Linked DNA regions of Sus scrofa: region 2 is linked to region 1. The links are chromatin contacts, called in public HiChIP or PLAC-seq maps. All regions are on one chromosome and are shown on one strand. Each heading gives the region's core, a stretch centred on a gene start, on an enhancer-like site or on the middle of the called end of the contact. The rest is flanking DNA. Distances are from core to core; before and after follow the strand shown.

Region 1 (4,063 bases), core at 1,125-3,624:
CGGTTCATTTCCCACACTCAAACTTTGTAAGGACTGTTGCAAATGTTAGTCTCATTCTCTGCTCATTCTTTGCTTTTACCAACTCTAAAAATGTGGCCCCATTCTCTTGGGCCCAGGCTGTAAGGGTTCTCAAACCTGGCTGACCATCCAGATTACCCAGGGAACTTTTAAAAGCACAGATTCCCAGACCACACTCCCAGAGATTCTGATTCAACTGGATTGAGTTAGTTTTTATTATGTCTCTTTTTTTTAAGCTTCTCAAGTGCTTCTGCTGATGCTGGTCAGGCTTGGGAAGCACTGTTGGGGTTTCCCTTTTTCTTAAAAAGACAATGTCTCTACTCTCCCACTACTACAGACACTCCATTTAAAATCCATGCCACTTTTGGAGTTCCCGTTGTGGCACAGTGGTTAATGAATCTGACTAGGAACCATGAGGTTGCGGGTTCGATCCCTGGCCTTGCTCAGTGGGTTAAGGATCTGGCGTCGCCGTGAGCTGTGGTATAGGCTGCAGACGCGGCTCGGATCCCCCGTTGCTGTGGCTCTGGCATAGGCCAGTGGCTACAGCTCCAATTGGACCCCTAGCCTGGGAACTTTCATATGCCGTGGGAGCAGCCCAAGAAATGGCAAAAAGACAAAAAAAAAAAAAAAAAAAAAAAAAATCCATGCCACTTTTACCATAACACCGTGAGCCTGGGTTTTTCCCTATTCTCATTACCTCTCTGCATGTGAGCCACGAAACTGTCCCAGCAACTCCAACCTGCCTGACCTCCAGGCAGGAATTTCTAAACCTCACAGATCATCTTCATCCGGATGGCACTCTGTGCCTCCAGCACATGACAAAATTCAACTCCCCATCCCTCTCCTCTCTATAAATTGCCTCTTTCATCTCCACTCCCCATGCAGTTCACAGTCCTGCCATCTTCCTCATCACCCAGCAACAAATCCTAGAATCATCTTCAACCCCTCCTTCTCATGCACAAATCCCATTCTGTCAACCAGTCCTATTGGTTTTACCACCAAAACTTCTCTGCCAGCACTGACATTAGGTACTTTTGGCTCATCCTCTCCGACTGACCTACTGCAATAGCCATCTAACTTGTCTTCATACCTCCAGAGTTGGCGTTGTCAAACACAGGCAAAGTCACATCATCTCTCCTAAAAAGATGCAATGGCTTTCCTTTGTTCCAGGATGGCCACCAGGCACTCAGGGCCCTCCATGATGCAGTGCCAGCCCACATTTCCAGGCTCATTCACCATACCACCCCCCCAGGACACACCTTCAGTTCTAAGAGCACCAGAGCTGTGCCCTCTAAGGACTTTGTGCCTTTATCACGCTGTTCCCTTAGGCCTAAGTGCCCTTCCTTTCCCTCTCTCCCCACAGTAGCAGGTTTGACCTAGGCTTCAGAAATCATCTGAAGTTATATGCAACAATTCCATAACTATGCACAAATAAGCATTTTGTTTTTTTTGGAGATCCACAACTTTCTATAGATTCTCAAAGGGGGTCTGCCATCCAAAGTAAGTTTAAAAACAAAAACACACGCTAAAAATAAAAAAAATACAAAAAAACACTTAAGTGGCCTTTTTCCCACTGAACAAAGCTAGCCCATCTAAGTCTGCCTCTCAGACTCTAACTCTTCTACTTCCCTGCATTTTTAAATATGGACACATGCATTCCCCAATCATAAGTAATCCCACTTTCTGCTGCCATACCACTGAGCTGTATATATCCCTAGTATATAGACTTCCTTCCCTATCAATACTGCAGTTAGTCATACTAGCTGGCTTGTTGTATTAAGCTGACTTTCAAATGTCAACCCCACCACTTATTTACTGTGACCTTGAGCAAATAACTTGACCTTGGTGGGCCTCAGCTTCCTCAGCTGTAAATTGGGGGTAATCATGGTAACCCCTGTCACTGGGTTGCTCTGAGGAATAAGCAAGATAACATATTCTAAAGCAATGAGAAAGTGCCTAGCACACAGTAAGTGGTCAAACAGGTCAGCTATCTTAATTGCTTTATACCTATAGTCCCCACTCACAGTCAAAGCACAGTACAGGCTTTCACTCAACAATTTATGAACCCATGTCTTCCTGAATCCCAGTGCTCATGCACTGCCACGGAAAGCTGTTGGAAAGCATAACTTTCCAACTCAGTGATAATTTAACATTATCTTTTTTATCTCTGCTTATGACCAGTTCTTGAGCCATCCTAATCAGCTTTTTTTAAACCTGGATTACATAAGGGCTCACACCTTGTGCATAAACCCTGGTAGGCCCAACCTCTGCCAACCCCCTCCCCCACCACCGCTGCCAATATGTTAAGCTTCCCAATCCAAACACTGATGACTCTGACTTTGCTACTCTCACAGGAACCAAACTATTTCAAAATCTCCCATTACTCATCTGTTCTGAGGATCCCTGAATTAACCCTTGTTCCACTACTCTGCCTATTTGGACAGAAATCCTTCCTGCCTCTGGAACTAGCATTTGTCAATACACATCACACACAAAAAAATAGCATTTCTTCCTTCTCAGACTAAGAGACTATTAAATATACAAACATCTTTTTCTCTCTCATTTTTTTTTTTTCCTGCTTTCGCCCTTCCTTTCTAGCCAGTTCCTCTCAAGGCTCAGAGGCCTATTGACTCCCCTTTCTTTGTTTTAAACAATAGTTCACATATGTGTACATTCAACAAACATCACTGACACCTTCTACGTCCAGCAAGACAGTCATGGTGGGGTCTCAGCCTTATGGAGCTTCTGGCCTGTTCTAAGGGCACAGCTCTTTGTACTGCACGTTCCTAGCTAATTCACTTGAAATAATATCCTGAATCACAGGTCAGACAGAAAAAAGAAATCAAAGATGCTAAATGATGCTCAGATTAAGAACCGGAAAGAACAGGTTCAGCTCAGTCCTCAAGGCTCCTTCCTCCAAGGCCTGGGGATACTACAAGGCTTCGATTCTATAGTCATTTCCACAGACACAGACCACCTTCCTGGAGCTCACAGAAAGCCCACTGTCTTAGAAAGGAATGGCGTTGCATTTCCTTGACCTGTCCTCCAAATTAGGAGGAGCCTAGGGACCTCAGATGTCAGCCTGTTTGCCTGCTCTGATTAACTGGTGCACACTCCTATCTGCTTGCATGCACTCCTTCTGATGCCCCTTTGTCAGTTCTGCCACCACCTCACTGAAAGGGCCCCTTCTCTCTTCTGCCTTGTGCTTCTATGAAGTAAGCAAAGAGGCAAGTCCAACTCCTGTGCTCTCCTGGCCAGGACGGCTCAGGTCAGCAATTGGGGAGGCCTGGCCAAGAGATGTCTTCCTCCTCATCTTTTCTATTCGACACAACTCAGCTCTGTGATAGCTGACCAGCAGGCATGGCATCCCAACAAGAAAGGGGGCAGCCCCGGAGCCAACCTGACCAAAGTCCCTGAAGACACCTACTCATAAAGAGACAGTCATTGTCCAGCAATTGCTGTGCCCTGGCTGCCTGTAGGATCCTACAGCACCAGAATCTTCCAGACATCTTCCTGGCCACCACCAAGGCCAGCCTTGTGATCTAGGATCCTCCCCACTGCGATATTTGAGACACTTTCTTCCTGCCAGCATTGGGCCAGGTGCCCTGGATACTAGTGGCCAAGAACAGGCTTCAAAAGGCTAAGTGGAAGGTGACCATCTTCAAAGGGCTCTCAGACTTCCCAGAAAGCTCTGGCACGCAGCCCTGACCTCAGGTCAGTGTTTCCTGCAAATGAACTTGCTCCATGCGGGCAGGGACCATGTCTGTCTGGCTCACTGCTATATCCCTGACAACCCCTCATACGGGGCTAGAATGTAGGCAGTGCTCAATACCAATTTGTTAAATTAACTTATGATGACCTCCAGCAAGGAAGGAATGAAAGCGTAGTGGAAAGAGCCCAGGTTTGGGAGTCAGGGAGAAATGGGTTTTTTGTTTTGTTTTGTTTTGTTTTTTGTCTTTTTAGGGCCACACCCACAGCACATAGAGGTTCCCAGGCTAGGGGTCTAATCGGAGCTGCAGCCGCTGGCCTATGCCAGAGCCACAGC
Region 2 (4,063 bases), core at 535-3,034, 250 kb after region 1:
AGAGCCCAGCCCAGCATCTGGAGGAGTTTTGATGCTTGGGAACCACAGGAAAAGCTGTCTCCCTTGTTATCTGGGTCCAGGCAGCGGGAGATCCTGGGCCTGGGCTGCTTGGCCTTTTCTCATTTAAGTTGTGCTGGGGCCTTGGTGCTTTCTAGGGCATTGGGTCCAGACTGCTTCCAGGACCTCTTCTCCAGTGGACTGGGCCCACGAGTGTCCATGAGTATTGTTTTCTGTCTGGATGGCAGTACATTCCTTAGGGAAATGAAAGCAGGAACATTTACCAAGTGCCAGCAAGGGGCCAGGAATTGTGCTGGGAGCTGGTGTTTCAGGAAGCATGTCCAGAGAGGAGCCAGTCTACCTAAGATATCTTCCCTTCCCAACAAAGAATAGGAAGTGGGGAGCTTCTTTGGTTGCCTGTCCTGGGAACTGGCATCACTAAGCTTATAGGTGGAGTCTACCTATGTTGGCTTCCTCATCAGCAATACCTGGAGCTCCTGTGAGCCCAACAGAAGGATTTGTTGGGAATGACTGATCCCACACTCTATGATGGGGACCTTACCCAGTCTCTCCTGCATCCTAGTGCATTCTAGGTGGAGGTCTGAGAATTACTGGAGTTACTTCTGCTCTGACTCAGGCAGGCATCCTCTCCTTCCAGCTTCTGTATTTCCCGCCTGGGATCTCACTGCCCAGTCTCACTGGGCTGCCCCTTCCATGGGCCTACAGGGAATTCTCAGCATTGGCAGTGGTTCAGTTTGCTGGGAGCACAGTCTTGGGGACTGAGTTACCATGGAGGTCACCTCTGTCTAATTGGTCTGCCCTGCTAATACCCCAAGTCCCCAAGTGGCTTCTCTGCCTGTGATCTTGGTACTCAGAGTTCTGGGGCCTGGAAGTCTGTGTTCTCCACCCCAAGCAGTGTGAGCTCCCTCCTGGCCTGGGGCTCGGAAGAATTAGCCCTTCATCTGCCTTTGATGGGGGAGAGGCACTTCTCCATCACACGGTCGCCTCGGGGAAAGAGCAGCGAGCAAGGCCACTGCCGTTTGATCTCGCCGCGCCCTCGGGTGCAGGCGCGTTTCTACATTCCATGTGGTCTTTTGCAGTCCTCGTGGAAACTCTGTGCAGGGGAGATTATTATCACTCCCATTCTGCAGATAAGAGAGGGAGACTCAAGGAGAAGCCACAAGAGCGGCAGAGGGGGAATTGCATCCAGAACTGCCAGCTCTGCGTCCAGGGCTGCTTCCTCAGCGCCCAGTTCACGTCGTTCCCTCAACTAATGAGGAGCTGGCCCCTCACCCCGAGGAGAGCACATGCCCCAGGGTTTATCCTACAAGCCTGTCCCAACCACAGGGCACCCGGAAGCCACGGGATGCCCTTTGAAGAAGTTCGAGTTACCAGGACTCCATGGGGACCTGGGGCTTCGGCTGGTACGTGCTTTGGACCACGTTCTGCTCCGAGGCTGAGTCATCTCTGGACATTCACAGCAGGTCACTCTGTGGTCTCATGTTACTTGCCTTACAGCATGGGGGGTGGGGGGCGGTTCCTTTCAGATCTTTCCCAGCCCTCCTTTCAGGGAACCGGTTTCATAGGCAACCCATCTCCTGAGACGCGCCCAGCTCACTTGCTTTTTTACGTTCATTTTTCACTCCTTCACTCTAAGTCCAGGTCATTTCCTTCCAGGTTCTGTGTCCTTAAGAAAGGAAAGTAAAAAGCTCCTAGTTAATGAGAACAAACTGTGTTCCAGGCACCGTGACACATCATCTCCTTGAAAGAAATCCTTATAACAAGGTCGTGAGAGTTTATTCCCATGTGTACAGTTCAGGATAGTAAGCCAGAAGGCTTGAGGACTGTTCCTTACCTAATAAGTAGCAAAGCCAGATTTGAACCTGGGCCTTTTAACTGCTCCTTTCCCGTATACTGATTGTTCTCCCACGGAAGTTAGTGCCATCTGGGGTGGCCATTTAAATTCAAACTCAATCAGTGTGGACTGGTCATAGAGGAAGAGCTAGAAATCCAGTAGCATGATTTTTTAAATAACCTGTCTTTGTTTTTGATGTAAATAGGAAACGCCAGTAGTGACCAAAAACACAGTGATACGTGCATTATACTGGAGGGATTTCATTTTTAATTCATCTTTATGAAGATTTAGAATTAATTCCTTATGTTTGAAGGGAATGCTTAATTGAGAAATAAACCTTTGTGTACAAAATGCTAAAAAACAAACAAACAAAAAAAACCACACAAACTCAAGCTTGAACTCTGCTGGGTCTCCAGACTAGTGCTATAAGCTTCTGAGACTTTTCTCTTCTGTCCCAGGCACCCTGCTCAGTCCCTCCTTGTCGTGGTTTTATTTGCTGAGAATCCTAGGCTCAAAGGGCTGAAAGGGACTTTCAGAAGTTCCCCAGTCCCCCTTGTGCCTGGTCCTCACACCCTCCTGGGACAGATAGCGTTTCCTCCTTTTCTGGATGAGGAAAAGTTTTCAGAGTGAATCGGCCCTGCATACCCCTCCAGGACTGCTTGCAAACTTTGTCTCTGTACCCCAGGAGGTTGCTTGCAAACTTTGTCTCTGTACCCCAGGAGGCTGCAACAGCTGGGCTCCCCTTGCCTCTGGAGCTCCCTCGGCCCTGTCCCCAGAGTTGCAAACAGTGACTTCATTAAATTCTCACTCCTGAGCGGCCCATCCATTTCCTGCAGGCACTCATCAGAAGCGGAGGTGCCACATGACTTGCCCCAAATCTCTTGGCATTGCAGGGGTGGAGCGGGCTCTAGAACATGAGTCCCAGGGCTCCTTGACTGAGGATGCACCTCACGTGCTACCTGGGCCAGCCCTGCTCTGCAGCCCAGACACTCTTGTCCGTGTCCAAGACTGAGCAACTTTACAGCTTGTCTCTTGTATACATTCCTTCATTCCTTTTTTTTTTTTTTTTTTGTCTTTTTAGGGCCACACCTGAGGCATATGGTGGTCCCCAGGCTAGGGGTCCAACTGGAGCTATAGCTGCTGGCCTACACCACAGCCATAGCAACGCCCCATCCAAGCTGTGTTTGCAACCTACACCACAGCTCATGGCAATGCCAGAGCCTTAACCCACTGAGTGAGGCCAGGGATCGAACCTGCATCCTCATGGGTTCTAGTCAGGTTTGCTACCACTGAGCCACCACGGGAACTCTGAGTGACTCCATTCTTTTTTTTTTTTTGTCACATGCATTCCTGGGCTACCCCACTGCCCACCATGGCTCACTCTGGGGGGATTGATGACTCTTAGCTCTTCTCAGGCAAACATTACCAACTGTATGAGCACCTCTGGGTCCAGACCCCTTATTTTTTGCCCTGGTTGGCCCCACCTTCTCCAGGAGTACCTTGCTGATCCAGATGAAATTCAGTCCTTCACCCTAGCAGTCAGAGCTCAGACCTTGAGTCTTTTCAGGCCTGGCGCTCAGCCCTGAAGTCCAGAGATTTTTCCCTGAAGCTTCCAGTCTACCAAGCTCCTGGTCGCTTGCTGTGTAGGTGGCTAGAATCTCTGCTGTCTGCCTGATGTTAGATTTTGGACACCACGTCTTCCTGTGGGGCTGTCTCTTCCCAGGTCCACCCCACCTGAACCTTGTCTGAGCTTCAGAAGCCACATAGCACCGCCTCCTCTGACCACCCTCTGTTATCCACAGTGGCCAAGTTCTGGGGTAACTCTATCTGTTTGAGAAGACCACAAACAGTGGCCAGATTTGAGGACACAAATCTGACATCCCTCCCCCCGAGGAAGGGAGCCAAGGGTGGGCGTGATGTCAGGACTTCAGTTAAGCGGGTTGGCCTCATGATCAGCAACACTTCCTTTGGGAGATAAGAGAGCCAGGGATGGAAACGGGGGCAGACATGCAGGTGTGCTGGGGAACAGCAAGAGGCTGCTGCTCAGAACCTCAGCCTCTCAGGCCTCGGCCCTTTAGGCTCATAGGTGTGAGTGAGAAAACACTGCAGGCTCACTGAGGGTCCCCCTGGGCTCAGGGCCTGAAGGAGGCTGCACCTGCAGGTGGAGGCCTCATTGCCTGAGGCGCACAGGGCCCGGGGGATGTACACATG

What was found. HiChIP or PLAC-seq counts read pairs in DNA pulled down with a chosen protein or histone mark.
Region 2: a contact with region 1 is called in an H3K27ac HiChIP or PLAC-seq map of skeletal muscle. The contact joins two enhancer-like sites. A contact is called at or near these places in 1 of 47 Hi-C or Micro-C datasets (embryonic fibroblasts) and 1 of 2 datasets of contacts at active chromatin or transcription factors (skeletal muscle).

Annotation. Positions count from the first base shown.
Region 1 is chr2:46,568,622-46,572,684 of Sscrofa11.1, forward strand. The region is part of intron 2 of TEAD1 (TEA domain transcription factor 1); the gene reads right to left. Among named protein-coding and RNA genes, the nearest start is that of TEAD1, 100 kb to the right of the region's middle. Within about 2 kb of position 2,375, at least 9 of the 83 cell types and tissues checked have an H3K27ac peak or open chromatin away from gene starts, as enhancers often do. A contact at or near this core is called in skeletal muscle, where this site is marked.
Region 2 is chr2:46,820,172-46,824,234 of Sscrofa11.1, forward strand. No RefSeq gene overlaps it. Among named protein-coding and RNA genes, the nearest start is that of TEAD1, 150 kb to the left of the region's middle. Within about 2 kb of position 1,785, at least 9 of the 83 cell types and tissues checked have an H3K27ac peak or open chromatin away from gene starts, as enhancers often do. A contact at or near this core is called in skeletal muscle, where this site is marked.